Regions from separate parts of the Mus musculus genome. Here all the other regions are linked to region 4. A link is a contact called in public HiChIP or PLAC-seq and promoter capture Hi-C data. All regions are on one chromosome and are shown on one strand. The core of a region is the stretch at or near the end of the contact, and the rest is flanking DNA. Distances in the headings are between cores, read along the strand shown. Region 1 overlaps Inpp5d (inositol polyphosphate-5-phosphatase D). Region 2 has its middle 18 kb from the start of Eif4e2. Region 3 holds the start of Efhd1 (EF hand domain containing 1). Region 4 holds the start of Snorc (secondary ossification center associated regulator of chondrocyte maturation). Region 5 overlaps Inpp5d (inositol polyphosphate-5-phosphatase D).

What was found. Promoter capture Hi-C pulls out the DNA fragments that hold promoters and counts their contacts. HiChIP or PLAC-seq counts read pairs in DNA pulled down with a chosen protein or histone mark.
Region 1: a contact with region 4 is called in a promoter capture Hi-C map of embryonic stem cells, with 5 times the contacts expected there. The contact joins the enhancer-like site here to the promoter of Snorc in region 4. A contact is called at or near these places in 15 of 39 promoter capture datasets (the 3T3-L1 cell line, the C10 cell line, the HPC-7 cell line and 9 more), 1 of 15 datasets of contacts at CTCF or cohesin (pro-B cells), 12 of 484 Hi-C or Micro-C datasets (B cells, the G1E-ER4 cell line, the HL-1 cell line and 6 more), 15 of 115 datasets of contacts at active chromatin or transcription factors (the HPC-7 cell line, acute myeloid leukemia, embryonic stem cells and 2 more) and 3 of 9 other capture datasets (adipose tissue, embryonic stem cells and liver).
Region 2: an H3K27ac HiChIP or PLAC-seq map of embryonic stem cells shows a contact between it and region 4, with 2.8 times the contacts expected there. The contact joins the enhancer-like site here to the promoter of Snorc in region 4. A contact is called at or near these places in 4 of 39 promoter capture datasets (the 3T3-L1 cell line, hippocampal neurons, liver and 1 more), 1 of 15 datasets of contacts at CTCF or cohesin (embryonic stem cells), 1 of 484 Hi-C or Micro-C datasets (embryonic stem cells), 3 of 115 datasets of contacts at active chromatin or transcription factors (all in embryonic stem cells) and 1 of 9 other capture datasets (embryonic stem cells).
Region 3: a contact with region 4 is called in an H3K4me3 HiChIP or PLAC-seq map of embryonic stem cells, with 4 times the contacts expected there. The contact joins the promoter of Efhd1 here to the promoter of Snorc in region 4. A contact is called at or near these places in 1 of 39 promoter capture datasets (liver), 4 of 115 datasets of contacts at active chromatin or transcription factors (embryonic stem cells and pancreatic cancer cells) and 1 of 9 other capture datasets (embryonic stem cells).
Region 5: a contact with region 4 is called in an H3K4me3 HiChIP or PLAC-seq map of forebrain, with 3 times the contacts expected there. The contact joins the enhancer-like site here to the promoter of Snorc in region 4. A contact is called at or near these places in 10 of 39 promoter capture datasets (the C10 cell line, the HPC-7 cell line, cranial neural crest and 6 more), 1 of 15 datasets of contacts at CTCF or cohesin (large pre-B cells), 10 of 484 Hi-C or Micro-C datasets (MC3T3-E1-derived osteoblasts, bone marrow-derived macrophages, cerebellar granule neurons and 7 more), 9 of 115 datasets of contacts at active chromatin or transcription factors (craniofacial prominence, embryonic basal ganglia, embryonic forebrain and 6 more) and 4 of 9 other capture datasets (adipose tissue, embryonic stem cells, liver and 1 more).

The regions. Positions count from the first base shown.
Region 1 is chr1:87,657,270-87,661,288 of GRCm38.p6, reverse strand. The region is part of intron 2 of Inpp5d (inositol polyphosphate-5-phosphatase D); the gene reads right to left. Among named protein-coding and RNA genes, the nearest start is that of Inpp5d, 39 kb to the right of the region's middle. Within about 2 kb of position 2,143, at least 120 of the 459 cell types and tissues checked have an H3K27ac peak or open chromatin away from gene starts, as enhancers often do. A contact at or near this core is called in B cells, the G1E-ER4 cell line, the HPC-7 cell line and 7 more, where this site is marked.
Region 2 is chr1:87,229,405-87,233,691 of GRCm38.p6, reverse strand. It overlaps a transcript of Eif4e2 not described here. Among named protein-coding and RNA genes, the nearest start is that of Eif4e2, 18 kb to the right of the region's middle. Within about 2 kb of position 2,996, at least 9 of the 459 cell types and tissues checked have an H3K27ac peak or open chromatin away from gene starts, as enhancers often do. A contact at or near this core is called in embryonic stem cells, where this site is marked.
Region 3 is chr1:87,262,933-87,266,935 of GRCm38.p6, reverse strand. Efhd1 (EF hand domain containing 1) reads right to left here and starts at 2,583. Exons shown (of 4, transcript NM_028889.3): 1 at 2,182-2,583. The coding sequence starts at 2,486.
Region 4 is chr1:87,467,899-87,472,286 of GRCm38.p6, reverse strand. Snorc (secondary ossification center associated regulator of chondrocyte maturation) reads right to left here and starts at 2,086. Exons shown (of 3, transcript NM_028473.2): 1 at 1,876-2,086. The coding sequence starts at 1,948.
Region 5 is chr1:87,706,889-87,711,211 of GRCm38.p6, reverse strand. It overlaps Inpp5d (inositol polyphosphate-5-phosphatase D), which reads right to left. Exons shown (of 27, transcript NM_010566.3): 20 at 3,003-3,116; 21 at 1,512-1,594; 22 at 60-147. All of the region lies in intron 3 of Gm33470 (a long non-coding RNA gene), which reads left to right. Among named protein-coding and RNA genes, the nearest start is that of Gm33470, 16 kb to the left of the region's middle. Within about 2 kb of position 1,456, at least 36 of the 459 cell types and tissues checked have an H3K27ac peak or open chromatin away from gene starts, as enhancers often do. A contact at or near this core is called in cortical neurons, embryonic forebrain and forebrain, where this site is marked.

The DNA.
Region 1 (4,019 bases), core at 894-3,393, 190 kb before region 4:
TGCTTTACCTTCAAGCTACATGCCTGGACTTTAATCTTTAAAAGTGACCCTGTTTGTGGTACTCAGTCAGAGCAACAAGATCCACTTATTTATTTATGTATGCAATGAATATGCACATATACAAGGCCAACTGATGAGACAGATGGGGATGAGACAGGAGGCAGAGATGCCAGGTGGGTGCTGGGTCCATTTGACAGAGAAATGTCCTTGCAAAGGCCTTATGGCCACACTATAATATAGATTCACTACCCAGGAGCTGGGGCTCAGGGACAGCTCTGAGTGCTTTGTACTTCTAGTACCCAGAAAGGATACAAGGGCCCTCCTAAGGGAAGCAAATTCCCATGAGATAAATTTCAATTGTTATGCCATGTGGGCCAGCAGGAAGCAGCCTGTCTTCACAGGCAGCAGACAGAGGCAGAGGAGATGGTGGAGATATGGGTCCCAACAGGCCAGAGAAAGGGGTCTCTTGGAGGCACAGTATAAAATGCTGTCTTCATAAGATGGGCTTAAAAGGCCCTATGTCCAGGCAGAGTGGATAGTGAATGGCCGGCTCTGTGTAGCCAATAAACCCCACTAAGCCTAAACCAACACGTGGGAAGATCTTCTAGGTGGCAGTGTACTGACTGTGGGCCAGGAGGAACAATAATGTCCTTTAGTAATGAGCCTAGAGGTCCCCTTCCACATGAGATGTTGCACATATTCACCTGCCTAAGAGGCCCCCCTCCCCACAGGAGCGGGGTCTACATACTACATCTCGGTCTACCGTACTTCCTGTAATTCTGAGGAGCCTGGCAACCCCTGATTCTGTGGGGTTACCACACTGGAATCAGAATGACAGGCAAGAATTTGTAGTTTTAATTGTGAACTTGACACAGTCTAGAATTATCTGGGAAGAGAGTCTCAGTGAGGAATTGTCTAGATCAGGTTGGCCTATGGCGTGTGTGTGTGTGGGGGGGCAGGGAATAGGAGAGGAGTATTGCCTTTTTGTTTTGTTTTGGTTTTTTTACGATAGGGTTTCTCTGTGTAGCCCTGGCTGTCCTTGAACTCACTTTGTAGACCATGCTAACCTTGAACTCAGAGATTTACCTGCCTCTGTCTCTCTCAAGCACTGGGACCAACAGCACCCGCCACCTCTGCCTGGCTACCACTTTCACCTCCCCGTTACAAAGGGCCGTAATGTGGAATTATGAGTGAAAACAAAAACAAACCTTTCCTCCCGCCACCCCCTTAGTTGCTTTTTGTTATTACAGCAACAGGAAATAAAACTAGGTTAGATACCTTCTGTGTGCTTGGGCTTGGAGGTAGAAACAGTGAGAGGTGGGGCTTGGTGTACCCCCTTTTCTCCCAACAATCCCAAAGGTGGTGCTTTTTCGACTATTTTAAAATGTAAAATGTGGTCAAGAAAGGTGTCATAGGCATTAGTCATAGTCCTAGCAGGAAGCAGATGGCCATATAAAACTGGCATTTGGGGAGAGTTTGGTAGGTAGAGAGGAAGAGTTCTAGAGCTAACAGCGGAGGGAAGCAGTTTACCCCTACCCCCCTGGAACCTCCCAGCAGAAGGATAGTGCTGGAGCCCACTGAGAACTCCCAGCAGGAGGGAGCCAGTGCCAGAGGACCCACCCCCGCTTCTTCACTATCTTCCTCTCGCTGTCTTACCACCTGGCTGGGGCTCTCACTGGCTAAACTCAAAGGAGTGAATGAACCAGAGGACAATCATGATGGCAGAGAAGCACCTGTGTGTCACATGGAACATGAGGCTCAGATCAAGGCCTAGTTCATAGTTCCCTGCCAGCAGAGGGGCGTGGCTCTGGATTCTTAGCGTCTAGGCCGCCAGCTTTTGTTCCTCATTCTGCAGCTAAGGCCTTCCTTAAAAGATACACCAAGTCATTTTGAAATAGAGAAGGAACCCCAAAGGTCTCGAGTTAGCTGTGGGCCTCTAACAGCCTTCTGAGCTGTTTACTGATGTACCCTCACTGTGCCCCTTAGGAATGATACCCCACAATACCCATGGACCGTGAGGCCCCTGCTCCCCGGTGACTCTCCTCTTCCACTTGGCAGGCATGAATTCCTTCTCTCCTTAACAGATTAACTATAGCATGTGGCAGGCAGTTTGATCCAAGAGAGAGAGAACCTGAAGATGAGCGGGTGTGGTGCATGGTGTGGCCCGAGCCCTTTCACTGTGCTCCACCCTCAGCCTCAGGCTCTTCCTACTTTAAAATAATGCTTGTAACTGGGATATCCCAGGCTTGAGGCTGATAGACCTCTCCATGGGATTTGCTTAATCAACAGACTGGACATGAATTTATTATGTTCAGAATCAAAAGTCACACACAAGACAATAAAGTAAGGATTAGTTCTGTTCACGAAATGAAATATAGTCCTTGTCTCTGATTAGTTAATATGTCTACACAGAGTAACTAGAAGCAATGTTTTTTATAAGGCCTTTATAGACAACAACCCAAGGAGTCAAGCTTTGAATGCACAGCTCACTCTGCCTTGGGATATAACTGTGGTTCCTACTTTACCAACCCCCCCCCTTCACAAGAGCCTTGAAAAACCCTGTCTTATAGCCCAGGTCTGTTGACAGGGGAAACTGGTACGGTACATAACCACAGCCCACTGTTCTGAGATACATCTGCTCCATAAAACAGACCACGCTACTATAAAAGGTGCAGGGAGGTGGAGGGGAGTGGACTGCCCAGCTAGATCTTATAGGGAAAATCTTGTTCTATCTCTTGGCATCTGCATCTACCAGGGAGCAATATCCCAGAAGGTACAAAGCCATGCACAAAGGTTTTTGGGTATGGAGGGTTGGTTGGCCTTCAGGCTGGGGGGGTCCAGGTTTGAGGAAGAGGAGGGAGGGCACTGGTACCTTTAAGACTAAGGTCATCTGAAGGTCAGCTGGTGGTCAGACTGCTGGCTGCTTTTTCAGATGCAGTCCTGGGGATGACTGAAAATACCCTGGGGGCAGGGTGGGGGTGGGGAGCAGGAAAGAGCAGGCCTGGGCGGTCAGAGCCCTAGACAAGCTGAAACATCCCAGGGGATAGTTTTAATGTCAGCACTGTCTGACATCTCTAAATGCAGAACTGAAATAGACTGGGCACAGGGGAGGAAGTCTGCCAGCCGCTGAGCAGAAGTGTGGTGCTCCGGGTGGCCACTCCTGAAGGTTGGGGTAGCCTTCCTTTTAGGTTGAAAAGACTTCCCAGAGCAGGACTGCAGGCCCAAGATGCCAGCCCTTGGGAGGCAGAGACCGAGGATCAGGGATTCAAGGCGATCTTTAGCTACTTAGCCATTCTGAGGCCGGCCCATTCAGTTACCATGGAGATTTTATAGATGGTGGGAAGTGGGAAGTGGGGAACCCAAACCAAAGAGCTCCATGCAGATTCACACCAAATCAAAGCACCCTCTTCAGGTCCAAGGAGAAAGTCAGAAGACAAGGCTTAGGCAGCAGGGTGAAAGCAGGGTGAAAACACATTTGTCTGCGGGCAGAGGGGTGCCAGTGATCGTGTTTATTATTTCTGCTTCTTAGTGAGGACCCTGAGTCTGCCAGTTGAAAAGACGGTGATTGAGGGACAGGCAGGGGCTAGACTCAGTCCAAGCTTGGGGGTGTTCCACAGATACAACTTACACAGAAGATCTGAGAGCTGTGCTGGGCAGGGGGCAGGGGAAGGGGAAGGGGGACTGTGGAAGGGGGGTGGCAGCAGGGCAGCTCAGGAGTTCAGCTGGCCTGACCAGGCCTTTGTGTTTTAGATAGCATGGTCTGCCATCTCCCTATGCAGTTATCAGTGTGTCTAGGACCCAGCTTCTCCTGAGTCTCTCTCCACAGGCCCCTCTGCCCTCTCCTATCTCTGCAGTCATCAGGAAGTTTCCTCTACCTTCCGTCTGCCTTCTTCTCAATGTCTACTCACCTCCTCTGCCTTGGCCAAAAAGACTTCATGTGGGTGAAGGGGAGAGCGCATGATTTCTGGGGCCTCTGGGATTTTGTAGAACTTACTATTATTTTTAACAATAATTTTGAA
Region 2 (4,287 bases), core at 1,747-4,246, 240 kb after region 4:
AACAAAATCAGACTATAAAGAAGGGAGGGGGAGCGGGAGCTCTGTGTACGATCCCACCCCTCAGGAGGTGGAGGCAAGATCAGAATCAGAGGTTCAGGGTTATCTTAATCACACAATGAGCTCAAGCCTGTGCCACATGAACGCTGTCTCAATAAAACAAAATTGAGCTTAGTGGGCCAGTGCTTGCTGTATAAGCATAAAGACTTTGGTCTAAATTCCCAGAACATGTAAAAAGCCCAGCGGGGTGGTACAAGTCTGTGGTCGCCATAAGGGAGGCAGACACAGAACAAGCTCTGCAAGCTCTTGGACCAGCTAGCTTGGCATACACAGCGGTGAACTACAAAGAGACTCAGGGGGTTGGAAACACCATCCACTTTCAGGAACCCTGCAGCTGGTCACCCTAGATCACTGCAGCCCAGAGAGCACTCAGCCATGCATTCACCTGCTCCTGCTCCTCAGTGTCACCTCTTCTAGCTCATCTGAGGGCGGCAGGTCTCCTGGTCTGGAAAACCTTTACTTCCTTCCTAGTGTAGGCGGGCTTCTCAAGCAGCGACTACAGAGGCATATGGAGTGTGCGGTCTAGGAAGAGGCTCTCTCTGAGAAAAATACTGCTTCAATTTCAGCTAAACTTCTCCAAATTTCTCTGCTAGAGACAGACATGGGCCAGACACTCCCCTGATGAAGTACAAATACTCAGGCAGGCAGATGCTGGAGCTGGCCCCGCCTTCCCTGCTTTGGGGCCCATCTCTGTCATGTTGACCTGGTCTCTTATGAAGCCCTGAAATTCACCTGTCTGTTGACTGTTTCCCTGTAGCTGACAGCAAACAAGAGGCGTACCTCTCACCTAACCCATACAGAGGCCTACGGAACTGCCCTCTGGCCATAAAACATTGGCAGATGGCTTAAAAAAGGGAAGTATCTGAACTGAACAAGAAGATATGATACATATTTACTCTCATGACATGTTAGCATCTCAAGATATCTCAGATCTGTTGGTGCACGGAGCCAAGCGGGAACGTAGAAGCATGAGGTCTGGTGACCTTTAAGGGGTTAACCATGAGACATAGTTTGGAACTCATGGTTCCCTGAGGTGCAATGCTGGCAGAGGCAAGGCTGGAGGCAAATGGGAAGAGGGCATCCCCTTGGGGAGAGGGTTCCTATAGCTGAGAGGTATGTCATGGGGTTACAGAGAAGGTAGACAAGGCCCTACCCTGAGTGTGAGAGACAGAGGGGGAGCGTCCGATCAGCGGCCGCTGCTGTTCACCAGGCCATGAAACTCCTCCCAGGCCCTGGTAAACCAGAGACAAAAACAACAGCACATTCAGATCAAACGCTTAGAACAGAGCAGACACCATCACCCCACCTCCCACCTCGATCCCTCCATGCTGACTGGAAACAGGAGCTGAGTCAAGAGTGAGGGCCAGCAGGCTTTCTTCTTAGATGGCAGGTAGTTGTCGTTTTCAGCTTGTTTTACTTAGGAAGTCTAGCCTTCACTACTCCCTTGAGTACTTCCCAGTGCTCCTTCAACAGCAGCGAAGGCGCGGTCACTGAAGTCAGAGTCGAAGCTCAGCCATGTCCACAAATACTTCCATCTTGCTTCAGCAAGTGGCAACAGTTCTTGCCTTTGCTGCACTGGGTTTGGGAACCAGGTAGCAGAAACCATTTCTTCACCAGGCCTGAGCCTCAGGGTACAGCCAAGGATCCACCAGCATTATGTTGTCTAAAGATGCAACCCAGCAATATGTCATCTTCTCTGCTTTTACCTTTCCAAGACTCTAGCTTTTTTAAACTCAAGATGGTAAATACCTAAGATTCTACCTGCTTCTGAAAGCACCTGGGTAAGTCTTATCTTTAGATTTAAGATGTGTGGGCCCTGGCAGCTAGCATTTTCAGTTAACAGAGCTCATTACAGCTTCCATGCTGCTTACCATAAATGTGAGGAACACAACTCAGAACTACGACTAGGAAGCAGCTAGGGGTGTGAGAGCACGCACGCATGCACTCACAGCTCAGCCAGTGTCCCACAAACAGGCCTCCGTGCTGCTGTATGAAGGAGAAAATCAGATTCCTCCAGGGGTCCAGAAGCTCTCAGAACCCTAACTTCTCTCGCCTTTTTGCCCTACCCACTTTTCAGTTTGAAAGCAGTGACTCTCCTGGGCACTGTGTATCAAACTTAATGGTGGCCTAGAACTTGCTCTGTAGACCAGACTGGCCTCAAACCCACAAACATCTGCTTGCCTCTGCTTTCTTAGTGCTGGGATTAAAGGCTTACACTACAGGCCAGGCAATTACTCTCTTCTTGGCTTAAGGTAGCAACAGCACTGAGTGACAACACACCCCGCCTCTCACTACACATTTGATATTTTAGTACTAAAGTAGATTTCATTACCAGGCACTCTAGGTAGGCTTTCTTCTTCAAAGGTGGCACACACCTTTAATCTTAGTACTTGGGAAACACAGGAACATAGTGAATTCCAGGATGGCCAAGACTACACTGGGAGACCACGTCTCAAAATCAAGTAAGATTATTAATAAAGGACTAGGCAATGTACGTTATATATGCTATTCTATAGAATAGCAGCTTTTTTATTTTATTTTTTTTAATTTTCAGAAAAGCTACTATTTTATGACAAATGGCTCACAGGAAAACCTAAGACTGTTAAAGAAGTATGCCAGAACTTGTCAATTCCCGAGCTCTTTCTGGAGACACAGTGATGAGCTGTTCTCTGGCTCCTAAGGGATGCGGGAGGCGGCTTCCCTCTTTACTCTCAATGAAGACAAGTAAAAATCCAACACTTGGACAATGACCTGGGAACCTAACAGCAAGATTTAATTTCTACTTTAAGTAACTAAGAGGTCAACAAGGTCACACAGCAGGGTTGAAGTCCATCTCATTTATCCCTTTGTTTCCAGAAGGGCCAGTCCCTACTAACTCTGCCTAACAATGGTTCATTGGGTGAAGACCCGGAAGGCTGAAGAGGTTCCTCTAGTACACGACACACTAAACTGACTTCCTATTTTCTATGCTTAGACATGAAGATTCTGGGTCTGGAAATTTCCTTGCATGGATTCAGGGAAATAAAGCACGTGGCCGTGAGCAATGGTGCACCCACTCCTGTCCTCAGAGGCCAGCCAGGTGTGAATGTCTAGTCACTGTCCCTCCACTCGGCAGCCCAAGCACATCAGGTAACTTCAAAATGCTCTTCTTTTAAAGAGGAAGTTATCCTAAAAATTGCCTTATGATTTGAGTGTCTAGAAACGAACACACCAGAGATGAACAAAGCCCACTGAGAATTCTGAGGAGATTCCAGTGACAGCAAGAAAGACTCTTTAAGGTCCACTGATCCTATCTCACCAGATCTCATTTGTTTGTAATTCCCTGCTTTCTAATCTCCACCCAAAGCCTACAGGCACCAGTGCCTTGCTCTCAGCCAGCCCTCACTAGAAAGGGGTTTAGCCACCTGCTAGTCTGGGTATATATAGCACACAATGCAAGGTCAGACAGCTCTAAGTTTAAAGTGGCCCAGGACCACCAGGTTATGACTGAACTAAGGCAGTGAATGAGCTGGCCCTCATCTGTATATTAAAGTTCAATGTTGAAATACAATGATAGCTAGACCAGGTGAAGGAAGACTCCACAATTTGGCCTCTCTCTTCCCTTCTTCCTTACGCTCTGCAGAGAACTCCCATCAGCTTCTCCAGCACTGTGCTCCATTATGGGAAGAGGGTCCTTTTGCCATCCCAGGCCAGATGCAATTTTCTCACAACAGTGCTGTCTGTGTTAACTGCCTTTGTGGCAGCAGTACCCTAGTGGTCCCAGAATTCTGTCTGTGGTAGGAGTCCCCCCCCCCCCCCCCCCAAGTAGAGGATGCTGTGAGCCATTTGATGTAAGGACCCAAACCTATGAAAACTCAAATCTGCTTTATTCAGAGGAGCCACAAGCTGGGCATGAGAGCTGGCATGGTGGCTCACACCTCTAATCCCAGCAGTCTGAGGTGAAGTTGGGGGCCAGTGAGGACTACATGGCAAGTTCCAGAGCTGTGACCTGATACAAACAAGTGAATAAGCTTTATCTTTCTTAGGGACAGGTAGCAACACAAGGACCAAGCAAAGTGGCCTCTTTGTGGGGCAACAGCTACTTCTTGGTTCATCCAGGTGTGCTGTAGGAAATGGCAACAGGCAGGGTGACCAGGGAAGGCTGGAAAGACGGACAGGTGAAGAACACTAGAAACTGGGCTGAAACAGCAAGCTGGAGGAATGCTTGAGTGAAGCTCAACCACTCCTCAA
Region 3 (4,003 bases), core at 1,334-3,833, 210 kb after region 4:
TACAAATCACCTAAACAGCTGGAAGCCCAGCGTGGTCTACAGAGGGAGACTCAGTAGGGGAGTGGGTATTGTAGACCAGGACCTAGGCAGCCTCAGCTACATAGTAACATTGTGGCTGGCTTGTCCTATATAAGCTACCTCAAGAAACCAGAAAGGGAGGGAGTGGAGGGGAGAGAGACAAGATAGGAAACTGTGACTGTGTATAGTCACCTGTGGCCGGATCCAGCCACACCTGAAGCAGGCTCTGGGCTTTGTTTTAGAAGTCGGTCACTTCCCTTTGTTCCTGTGGTTTTATTGCAGGTGACAAAGGCTCTAACCTAGACTTCAGATGGGCAGCTTAGCTTTGTAGAAACACCCGCACAGTTTGGGCTGTCAGCTCTCCCAGAACCACAGGTTGCACTCTGCCCTCCTCCTTAGCTTGATGCCGCCAGTGCCAACACTACTTGGCTCCAAAGACCTCTCGAAGGGATAAATCGTACTCCTCTTACACAGCAGACTAACAAACTTAACCTTCCAAATGGGAGCTTCCCAGTAAAACCTGAAAGAAGCTAAAGAGGCAACAGAGCAAGGTGGAGGGAGTGATACACAGGTGAACATCCGGGCCAGAGCAGCCATTCCTACAGAATATAAAACCCAAAGAAAACCACGGGGGCGGGGGGGGGGCAGGATATGTCAAACCACGGTGCCTTCCCTGGCTTTTCCACCATCACCCCAGTCTCATTCTCTACTCCCAACCCTACCTTCCTTAGCTGCCCAAACTGCACCCAGAGAAAACAGTGGCTGGGAGCAGGGTACTGAGAAAACAAACTGCCAGAGAGGCAGCAAGTATTGAGGTGCTCTGCAGACCTCGGGAGTAGTGGAAGCAGTGATCGCCATAGTGCCTTTAAATAGAACCTCCTTGGTGAGGGCAAACACATTCCAAGCACTTTAAAGACGCCCAAGCATGACCTGGCCACTTTTCCGGTCCCGGCCGAATTCTGGAAATAATATTAATAGCTTAGTGAGGCGTTTTCGGTGTACAGACTACTTCGTGGCCTTAAAAGGCAAAGGAGGGGTCAGTGAGACAGCTTAGCTGGTAAAAGCACTTGCTACCAGGTCTTATCACCTGAGTTTGATCCCAACCCCTGCGTGGTGGAGGGAGAGAACTGATTCTCACAACGTGTCCTCTGACCTCCACGAATGTGCCATGACACTTCCTCATGCATACACACTCACCGTAAATAAATACATGCGGTTTTTCGTTCTGTTTTGTTTTGAGACAATGTCACTATGCAGCCATGGCTGGCCTCGGATTCAGAGATTACCTCTGCTTCCCAAAACCAAATGTTGGGATTAGACGAGAATGTCACCACATCTCGCTTAGAAAGAAAAGTAACGGGGGAGGGAGGGGAAAAAGCAGCAAGAGTCATTACTGCTTTCCCTCTTCAAGTGGGGAAATGAGGCCAAAGAGACCTCTCACGTGACAGGCCACCTACTGGGTCTTTGCATGACCTCCTCTTCTGAGGGGTGATGAGGCTCCAGCAGCACCCTAGTGACTAGTGGCAGGCACCAGTTCCCAGCCAGAGGCATCTGCCATTCACCGGTTAGAAGAGTAACTGACTAGGCGACGCTCCCAGGAGGCTCCTGCGCCAGCCACTCCCCCCACCCCTCACCCCCCGCCCGCCCGCACTGGTCTAGGGACGCCTATGTGTCTTTCGAGTTTAAAGCAACCTTGTTCTCAGCCTTCCTTCATTTCTCGCATCCCTTACTGAAGACGTGTGTCAACTGTTTCCTTTGTTTTATAAGATAAAAGACAATCCAGCTAATTTCTCCCTTGAGGGATAAAATTAAGGCTGGCAGGTGAGGTGCGCCCCGGGCTCGCTTCCTAGAAGTTGCTCCGGGAGCAAATCTCTGGATCTGTGGGTGGAGGAGGGTGCGGGACCCGCCCTGGGGAGTAGGAGACTCAGGGAGGGGGCTTTTGAGTAGGACCCTCTGAGCTCCGCCGGGGTCAGATCCCCAGCCTGACGAGGTTCCCCATGGCGCGCAATGAACTTGATGCGCACGATCTGGCTGCACTTGGCCAGATGCTCAGTGCACTCCTGAACGCCTGCACCTCCTTCCTCACTGTCCCACTCGCTGCGCGGCCACCCCGTGCCCTGTCTCGGATCCCCCGTTCTTCGGGGGCGCAGGACGAGCGCTCACGTTTTGAACATCTTCTCCAGATCCTTCAGGAGGCGGCGGCTGAACTCCGGGAACTCGGTGTAGGGATTGAAGACCTTAGAGCGGCCCGGCCGCGCTGTACCCTGGTGGATGTCCAGCCTGCGGCTCAGCTTGAGGTTCAGTTCGGAGTCCGCGCTGGCTGTGGGCGCCCGGGCAGGCGGTTCAGGCTCCGGGTGCCCGGCTGGGGCATCGCAGGGTGCAGGCTGGGGGTCGCCCTGGTCGGTCTCTGCCCGCACCTCAAGTCTCAACCGGCGCTGCAGCTTGCAGGCCAGCTCCTCGCTGGACATGATGGCGGGTTGTGGTGATGGAACTGAGGTTCGCGATCCGGTACGGGGACAGAGAGTTGTGCGCTCTTTGCGGGCTCGTGGCTTTCTGACGCTCGGTGGAATCGCTCGGGGCCCGGCGGTTGAAAAGAACCGTGGGTAGGCGGGGCGGGCGGGGCGGAGCTGCGGCTTTAAGGAGGCGCGGGTGCAGTAGGACTATCTACTGGACAGGGGACAAGGGAGTGTCTGCGCGTCCTAGGGGTCGCGTTTGCCTAAACCTCTCATAAGCTGAGACTTGATGCTAATCCGTCCCCCAGTCCAGACATGGACCCTGAAATCAACTCTTGCTCTTGCCGCCAGAATCCGCCCTTTGGGAACTGGTGATCCCCAGGGAATTGGTTGCAAACACTGGGGAGTTAAGTCTGGCAACCGTTCAGGCAGTTCCATTCTCTTCCAAAGCGCTCCAACCAGGGAGCTCGCGGCCTAGGACCCTCTGAGATGGGAGAATTAAGCGTGCCTGGTAACACACCCACGTGTGTAGCGAGCAGTCGTCGCCCTAAGGCCCTGGAGTAGGAGATGCTCCTGGCAGTACGAAGGTGCCTTTCATATACCATTGAAATGTTTCCACAACAATCTAAAAATACTAGACATAAATAAAGTGAGAAAAATCTCCTGATTCCCGGGAAAAAAAAAGGGGGGGGGTTGTCTTGTTAAGGGACCAAATGTGGCAAGTATCTTGGCTGTATGGCTTTTTTTTTGTTTGTTTTGTTTTTTTAATGTGAGAGCCACCACTGCGGAGAGTGGGGTTAGAAAAGGCTTGAAAATAAGGCAACTTTTGAAACAGGAGATTGAAGTAAAAACAAGTAGAGCCGCCGTCATTCTCCCTAAGGAAGGATGTGGTGCAAATGAGGGTTCCCTCAGCCAAACATGGAGAAGCAGCTGTAAACACAATAGTGGCTGCACTGGGGACCAGCTTTGCTCCACTTGTTTTGGGCCACAGACTGGGGAGTGTGTGTGATGAGCCCGGTGGTGTGCACCGCTGAAAGGCATGAGTTGGTTGCCTGCACATCTTAGGGGGCCACAGGGAAAAATCAGAGCCATTGCGTGCTCTCATGAAAACGTAATTCGATTAGAATTCGAATAGCTGGGTGTTGGGGTACACGCCTATAACTCCAGCACTCAGAAGGCTTAGACAAGAGAATTCCAGGGTAGGAAGCCAGCCTGGGGTTCACAGCAAGACCCGCTGCTTCGCTGCTTCGGAACAAAGCAAACAAGAAATTAACACAAGAAATTAACGGGGGAAGGGTTAGGGGGAAGGGGGAGCTGGGGGGGGGAGCTCAGAGGGCTTAGCATAAAAGAGGCATAAAAGAGTTCAATCCCTAGCATCCACAAAGTAAAACACACCTTTTAAAAAGTGGTTCAAGAAAATAAGTCATTAAAAATAAAGGTACTTTTGGTGTGCATGGTGGCTCATATAAGCCTGTGATTCTACTTGGAAGGTTGGGGCAGGACTCCGACTCTAGCAGCTTGGACTGTATGTC
Region 4 (4,388 bases), core at 837-3,336:
GATACCCCAGGCTGTCCCCTTAACCCCACCACCCCAAGCTCCTCTGCCTTTTGGTAAATAAGTTTGTTCAACGGTTGGTCTGACCACAGGCCCCCAGGCCAGGCGCCCATGCTCACAGACGGCCTTTGTGCAGACATGAAGAGCCTTTTCATCCCCACCCTGGCCTCCTGCCCACTCAACCTGGCCTGCTCCCCTACCTCAGTGGCTGTGGCCACCAGCTGAGGCGGGAAGGGTGGCAGGCTGGAGTACCCCAGGAGTACCCCATCTCCTCTTTCCTGCTATGAGACTGCAGCCCAGGAGAGACAGGGCCACAGACCTCGTACACACCTGTGCAGACCTATGCGTCCATGGCTAGTTCTGAGAACCTCCTATCTCCCCACTCCCAGAATAGCCAGAACCCCAAAACCCAAGGTGGGATTTGCATGCTCATGCCTGCTGTGGGCCCGCCTGTTCCTAGGGGAGAAGGAAGTCGTGGAAAAAGAGGGAGGTGAGGTCAGGCGAGGTCTTGGCTATTCCCAAAGCTTCTGTGGGAACAGAAAGCCCACCCACTAGAGTTGTGTATGTATAATCTGACCGGGGCTCTGGCTAGAGGCTTAGGTTGGAAGAAACCTAACAGAAACCTGGACAGGAGCCACTAGGAAGGCTCCAGCTGCAGGGTCCTGCCAGGCAACAGCCTCACTGTGGCAGGAAGCGGTGTGGGTCTCAGCTCCAAGTCCTAGGCAATAGAAAATGCCTCCTCCCACTGTAAGTCCTAACTCAGGGGTACTTCAGGCTACATTACCGAGCACAGCTCCCACTCCAGAAGCTGGGTGTGTCCCAACATATGAGAAGAGATGGTTCTCCCCAAAATCCATTCGGGCTTTGAACCCTGCTCACACTCTGAACACTGAGTGTTGACTGGACATTTGGCCATCCTCAGAGCCCTGCATTGAGCCCTGGTGAGGCCTTAGCATCCCACTATGAGGGAGGCAGCGTAGTGGGTGCCACCTTCTACAGATTAGGAAATGGCCAAGAGAGGTATGAGCCAGGCTGGGCAGAGTCAGGTCTTTAGCTATTTCCTGGGGTGTTGAGGGGAGGTAGAACGGCCCACAGACCACCGTCACCATCCTGGGGTGTGGCCGCGAGTTCCGAGGCTATGCTTCTACCACAGAGGTGACTTCTTTCCTTTGTAGACACACAGACACCCCTAAAGTTCAGGCAGCAATGTTGTAAGACAACCAGGGAACCCAGAGGCCTTTCTGCAGACTACTGAACAACTGCGCGAGATTTATTTTCTCATAATCAAAGCCTATCTGTGCCTATGTCCCTGCTCTGAAGCAGACCCAGAGCAGGCCTGCCATGCAGTGTTTTTTTCAGACCCCAGAGAGGCCACCTAGGGCTCAGTCCAGTTTCCTCACTATCCTGCAAAAGACTCTAAGAAATATTTATCTCTATGGGGACAGCACCTAGGTCGTAAGTCAGAAGGAAAGGGTTTGCAGAATTTAAAGGAATCATGAGTCTCTGGGTTTTCTGCCCAGAGGGTCTCTGGCCTTTAGCCCTTTGCCTTATGTCTGATGAGTCCTCCAGCCTCCCAGGTCCAGAAGTCTCCAGGTGTTCTAGCGGCAAAGTATTACCCCAAGAACATCAGACAGCCAAATGTACCAGACCCTGATACCCAAGTCTTTTTCAATGGCCACCCATCCTGCTGCTAACATACATCATCTTACTCGGTTTCTACCAGCCAGCATTGTGGGAGTCTCCCAGAATCACCACAGCTGGGAATCCCACCTTGTGTGAGGGGCTTGTACCCCATAGGTACTGGAGGATCTGGTCCCAGTGGTAGTTATTGGCCCTGAGAAGTTGGTAGCAGCAGAGCTGAGGGCCTGCGCCCCTTACCTGTGAGCACCGCAGGGGCCAGGACCCCAGAGATGAGCAGCAGCGCCACGCGCAGGGCCAGACAAGATGCCATCCTGGCAGGGAGTGAGCAGTCTTATGGGACACAGAGGACTAGGCGGCTGGGCTCAGGCAGCGGGAAAGAGGCTTCAAAGAGCTGGGAAGGGTTTTCATCAATGCAAACTCTGTCCTCCTGGGACACCGTGCCCGCCCCTCACACATGCACGCGCATGCACACACACACACACACACACACACACACACACACAGAGAGAGAGAGAGAGAGAGAGAGAGAGAGAGAGAGAGAGAGAGAGAGAGAGAGAGCGCACTCAGACAGACCTGCAGTCCTGAACTACCAAACAGCCCCACCCTGGAGAGGAGAGGAGAGGAGAGGAGAGGAGAGGAGAGGAGAGGAGAGGAGAGGAGAGGAGAGGAGAGGAGAGGAGAGGAGAGGAGAGGAGAGGAGAGGAGAGGAGAGGAGAGGAGAGGAGAGGAGAGGAGAGAAAAGGGGAGAGAAAGGGAGAGAAGGGGAGGGGAGGGGAGGGGAGGGGAGGGGAGAGAGAGGGTTCCTTTCCTCTCTCTCTGTCTCTGCCCTGCTCCCCTCCTCTTTCTCTTCTCTGTCTCTCTGTCTCTGTCTCTCTGTCTCACTCTCTCTGTCTCTCTCTCTCTCTCTCTCTCTCTCTCTCTCTCTCTCACACACACACACACACACACACACACATATTCCTGGACTAGTGAAAGTACAAACTTTCCCAGCCTCCCAAGACAGGAGCCTCACCCAGGCACAACAAATGCCTTGAGCCACTGTGCTCAGGACTCTGGGAGACCCTGCTCAGGACCCTTCCACTGGCCCTTACTAAAGCTAAGGTTGTGAGGCATTTTCTATTAAAGCCCCTTGGCCAGCCGCTCTAGGCCCCTTCCAGGAAGGTCTCAATGCACAAGTCCTTCTCCCTGGCTCCCTTGTTCTTGTAGGCACTCTCCACTAATCCAGAGACTCAGTTTCACCTTTAAGCCTGGGCTTGGCTCAGAGTTCAGCTCACTACCTTCCCAACAGGTCTGACCAAGCACATTGGCCTCCTCAGCCTCTGCCTACACCCACAGATGGACTTCAACACACGCGCGCACACACACACACACACACACACACACACACACACACACACACAGGTGTGCTCACCCTGCAAGTTCCCCAAGTCTCTTAAGCCCCTGAGGCTCTGCTACTTCATAGTTTTCCAAACAAAAAGGCAAATTCCCTAGCCAGTCTTCCCTCTGCTTTCCTGCTCTCTCCCTATGTTCCAGCTGCTGGCCCCAACAATAGGGCTCCTGCAGGATACTAGCGTGGCTCCTGCCCCAGGGCCTTTGCACTCTATCTTCTTCCCTAGAAAGTAGTAGCTACACTCATCATCATGTTTCTCCAGGTCTGAGCTTGGTCAGTCAGCCTGTGTCCTGTCGTTGGGTCACTTTAAGGTTCTTCACAGCACTTACATTTTTATGAATTTTCATATCGCTCCCCCTTGTGTGTTCATTTTCAGAAGAGAAGCATGCACACGAGGTGCATGAATCAACCTTTCGTTGCTGTGACAAAGTGCCAGAGATGACTTTTTAAAAGAGTTTACTCTGGCTCATGGCTGCAGGTTTTATGGTCCTGGTCAACTTGTCCTGTTGCTTGAGCCTACGGAGAGGCAGAGCATCACAGTGGTGGCAGGGAACAGGGGAGGCTGCGGTTCTCACAGCAGAGGAAGAAAGGCAGGGAGACACACCTGGCTGGGGACAAGACACACTTTGAAAAGCATGCTGAGGTCTACTCCCAACCAGGTTCTGCTTCCTTCAGCTGTGAACCCATCGATGAAACAGCTAAGTCACTAATGAAGTTACCACACACATAATGCAATCTTTTCTCAATAGTGCCACCAGCTGGAGACTATACCTTCAACACACGAGCCTTTTGGGATGACACTTCATATCCAAATCATAAAAAAAAAAAATGTGCAGAAATTTTGTGTACAGGTCAGCGAACTCTTGTATCCATGTACATGTGTGTAATCTCTGCCCCCATCAGCCAAAACCACGCTCGGCATGCCAGCATGGCTCCTCTCAAGCCCACACCCACCGATGGGCATCTTTGCTTCTGGTGCTGGGACATATACTGCCCTAAGAGTGTGTCTCAGAGCATCCGTAGTAATCAGGATGTTTCCAGACTGGGGTTCTTACAAATATAGCTTCCATGTTCTTGCACATCCTCCCTTGTGGATGCCAGTGTCTCTTGGCTATGTGTCTGGAAATGAACCTTCTGGGTCCAAGTGCAGGCAAGTGTTCAGGTTCGCACTGTCTGAAAACAGTTTGAGGTTCATGGCGCTTCATGTCCTCACAGACACTTACTTTAGTAGACTTTAAAAATTCTTTTTGAATGTATATGTGATGAACATCTATCTATCTATCTATCTATCTATCTATCTATCTATCTATCTATCTACAAATCTATCTATCTATCTATCTATCTATCTATCTATCTATCT
Region 5 (4,323 bases), core at 207-2,706, 240 kb before region 4:
ACCCTCACTTCAGAGGCTGAGGCTAAGGTACGGTGAGGTCCCTGGCCTGGGATGCTTACCATAGGACTCGTCACTGTCAGAGGATTTAATGCTGATCAGGATATGCTGGTCCAGTAAGTACTCGGGGTCAGAGATAATGGGCTTTAGCTGCAGAGGAGACACCAGATTAGAGTCCACAGGTGAGGGCAGGTCAGGACAGGTAAATGGGGGTCAGCAGTCTTGGTGTTTGCATGCATCAGGAGAGCTGGAGAGAGGCTTAGTGGTTAAGAGCACTGGCTGCTCTTCCAGAGGTCCTGCATTCAATTCCCAGCAACCACATGGTGGCTCACAACCATCTGTAATGGAACCTAATACCCTCTTCTGGCATGCAGATGTACATGCAGATAGAGCACTCATTCATAAAATAAATAAATACATAGTAAAACGGAACTGAATATGTTCTTTTAAGCAAACTCAGGTCTTGGCTCTTCATGCCCAAGAGAGCAGGTGGACCCCATTGCTCAGCCAAGTGAGAGATAGTTTTCTTCCCTGCCCCACCCCATTTCCTAAACTGGGTTGAGTTGAGCTTCCAGGTCCCTGGTCCATTGCCTCCATTCTTCCTTCCATTCTTTGCATATCCCAGAGGCCAAGGGAAGGTCTAGCAGCCAGGTCTGAAATGAGACTTGCAGTACCATCCCTCTCCTCATACCCCTCCAAGGTCTATGGCTGCATTAGAGAAGACACCATAGGCCTGCTCCCTGTCTGAGTAAATGTGTCACAAACCTCCAGTTGGGCTTGAAATATTCTGTGGTTTGCTAGAGATGTGGCTTGGTGAGTGACAGACTCCTGGATGTCAGCACTGCCCTCAACTTCCTGCTGCTAAAAAGTGTTCAGGGAAATCAGGGACATAGCTCAATGGTTGGGTGCTTGCTTAGTGCTTGCAGGAGCCTCGATTCAATCTCAAGTGCTGCGAACACTAAGTAGGTAATAACCAAAGGGGAGTAGGCACAGCAGGGCTGAAAACCACTTAGGAATATTGAGGTCATCCATCCATGATGAAAAGCATACCCTAAGTCCCTTGACTACAGTGTCTAAGCTGGTCTCTATGGCTTTGGTCTGGGATGGCTACAGTCTGGATGAACCTGCTGTAGCTGTACTCTGGGCAGACCAGCTACAGCTGTACACTAGCCTACAGAGCTGCAGCTGCACACTAACCTGCACTGCTGCAGCTGCATATTCGCTTGCACTGTTGCAGCTGCCCACTAACCTGCACTGCTGCACACCAACTTGCACTGCTGCAGCTGTCCACCAACCTGCACTGCTGCCCACTAGCCTGCACTACTGCAGCTGCACACTCGCCTGCACTGCTGTAGCTGCACACTCGCCTGCACTGCTGCAGCTGAATACTCACCTGCACTGCTGCAGCTGAATACTCGCCTGCACTGCTGTAGCTGCACACTAGCCTGCAGTGCTGCGTACTAACCTGCACTGCTGCAGCCCTCTGCCCCAGGCACATTTTCTTCCTGGATTACCTTGGGAAGAGTCTCTCCAAACCGTACCACCAGCTCTCCTTCACTTCCCTCTTCATTCTCTCCTTCCTGACTCTTGACAAAACCTGTTAGAGAAGAAGAAGCTGGGTTTGCAGACCACAGAGTGAGAACCAGGCAGAAAAGTCTCCAAGGGGTCGCCTTCCTCGACCACGGAGGACTGTCTTTCCCTTCTCATGTCTCTGAGGCCTCCAAACCAATTAGGAGTCAGGCTTTCTGGGGATTCTGTTTTTGTTTGAAGGATGGTCATTTGCCAACACAGTCTAATTATTTTTAGGAAAAATCAAAGAGATTTCCCCCTCCTTTTTGACTCCTCTTTGCAACATCCCAGGCAACAAAGAAGTCATCACACCGCAGGCAGGAAGACTGGGAAGCATGACAGCTCGTCCCACTTCCCACGACACTCAAGATAGCAGCCTTTTGAAATTCTAATTTAAGCCTCCTAATATGCTGTTTCCATAGAAATCTATGCAAATGTCTCGATAGTTTATTAAAAACACCCGCACAAAGCCCCTCATTCCAGTTGGAACTGTTTTGACCCTGGCTGCTGAGCTGGGGCTTCAGGATGTTGTGGTGAAGGTGGCATAATCCCAGGAAGGTTCGGGATGCATTGAAGGAAGGTGCAAAAAGGTGTGAGGGGGTAGAAGGCTGGTAGCTCTCCTGGGCTCTACAAGCAGACAGTCTGTGCCTCTGTTTGCAAGGTTGGTTCCTATCCTTCCCCATCACTCTTTGAACCATCTCAGGAAGACTTAGAAAGCATATAGTTTTCTTGCATAGGAGTCTCAGACAGTATGTCTGGAGATGTTCTATAGAAAGGATCTTTCATAAGCATGGTGAGTGCTCAACGTTGCCACCTGAAATGGGCTGTCTATCTTTACCTTGCTCCCAGTCACAGTGAGCCCCACAACACAAGAGCCACAATATGGAAAGGGCAAGGGGAGGGCCAGGGCAACAGCAAGCAGGCAGTAGCAGCTATTTAGGCCCTGTTAGATCTTCAGCATTCTGGAGCTTTGCCCAGGGCTTTCACTGAGCAAGAAGAACCCAGCTTGGTGGAAACTCAAACCCAGCTTAATGGAAACTCAAACCCAGCTTGGTGGAAACTCAAATGGATTCTGCCTAGAGAATGTTGATGGACAAGTCAGGGACAGGGGGGACCTAGGGGACAGGGACATGGACACCAGTGGCTGCCTCTATCTCTAGGGCTGAGGCAGTAGAAGAACAAACCACAGGGGTGGGGAAAGGGCCACATAGCCACTGGGTAGCCCCATAGGTACCCCACCTTTGCTGAACCCACTGAGGGGTCCATCCATGGATTCTTATGAGAGAGAGAGAGAGAGAGAGAGAGAGAGAGAGAGAGAGAGAGAGAGAGAGAGAGAGAGAGAAAACGAATGAACTGGGTGAGGGATCAACCAGTTATCAATGGAAAGGTAGTTATGTGAAAGAACCTCCCCAAAGGGTAGTTCACAAGGCACTTACTCTCTAAGCAGCTTGAGTGGAACTCCAAGTAGAACTTAGTCTGGGACTTGGTCTTCAGTGTGGCGTAGCATGCAAGAAACTCGATCTGCCCTTGGCTATCTACAGTGCCAGGACCTGGAGCATGGGAGACTAGGATTTATTTGTATACTGTACCTGAACTGAAGATGGAGGTTCCAGCTTCTTTCTGGGGTTTTCCTCTCTGTGCACCCACTCTGCCAGGCTCCCTCTGAGGGCCCACAGATGGGAAATGTCCAGGTTGGAAGGAGAGATTTGTCTTAAAGGAAAGCTTCCTGACCCAAGCTCAGCATCTCTGTTGATGGCCACAGATTCTCTGGTCTGTCACAAGCTGTTCATGTAGGGTGCAGGTCAGGAAGAATAAAGACAGCAAGGACCCAAGATATGGCTACAATCCCAGCTTTGACAATAATCTGTGTGGCCTCGGGCAACCTCTCAACCTCACTCTAGTCTCCCAACTAATTAATTCTCTTCCTCCCTCCCCCCACCCGTCTGTCTCTTTGTCTCTGTTGTCTGTCTGTCTTTCCCTTCCTACTTCCTCCTTCTCCCTCTGTCCCTCTCTCCTTTTTGCTATATAGAACAGGTGTGTCTAGAATTCACTATGTAGCCAAGGCTGGCCTCAAACTTGGGATCTTCCTGCATCAAGTTCTTAAGCTCCACTGCTAGGGTTAAAGGCATGCACTAATACAACCAAATTTCCCCACAAGTTCTGGCAGAGAGTTAGAGGCTCAACACCCAAATCTGCTGTTTTGAGTCCACAGCTAGGGAGACCTGCTCTTACTTCCTCAGACACAGTTATAACCAGTCTCTACTCTGGAATCTGGGACTTACTGGCCTTCAGCTATCATGGTTATAACTATGCTAATTTACATGACATTTATTTTATTTACACAGCATCTGTTTTTTATCATTGTTTTTGTTTTGTAGGACAGGGTGTTATATGTATCCCAAACTGGCCTCAAACTCTATGTAGTTTAGTCAGACTCAAACTGAATTTCTGAGCCTGCTGCCTCTGCCTCCTAAGGGCTAGAACCACCACCTAAGTGTACCACCACACTGATCTTGAACTGGTTTTAAGCAAGTGTTCTATCTTTTCATATAAATTCTAAGCCACTTGACAGCAACCTCCACCATGCCTCTTAGTCTTCTTTCTCTCCTTCTAAACCCCACATCACCTTGGCCAGACTCTGCTTAGACAAATGTTCCATCAAAACTCCAAACTGGTGACCAATATTTTCAAGCACCTGCTGTGTGCTGAATCCCAGCAGAAGGAAACCAAGCCCGACAAAGAGGGAGGTGATAGAGG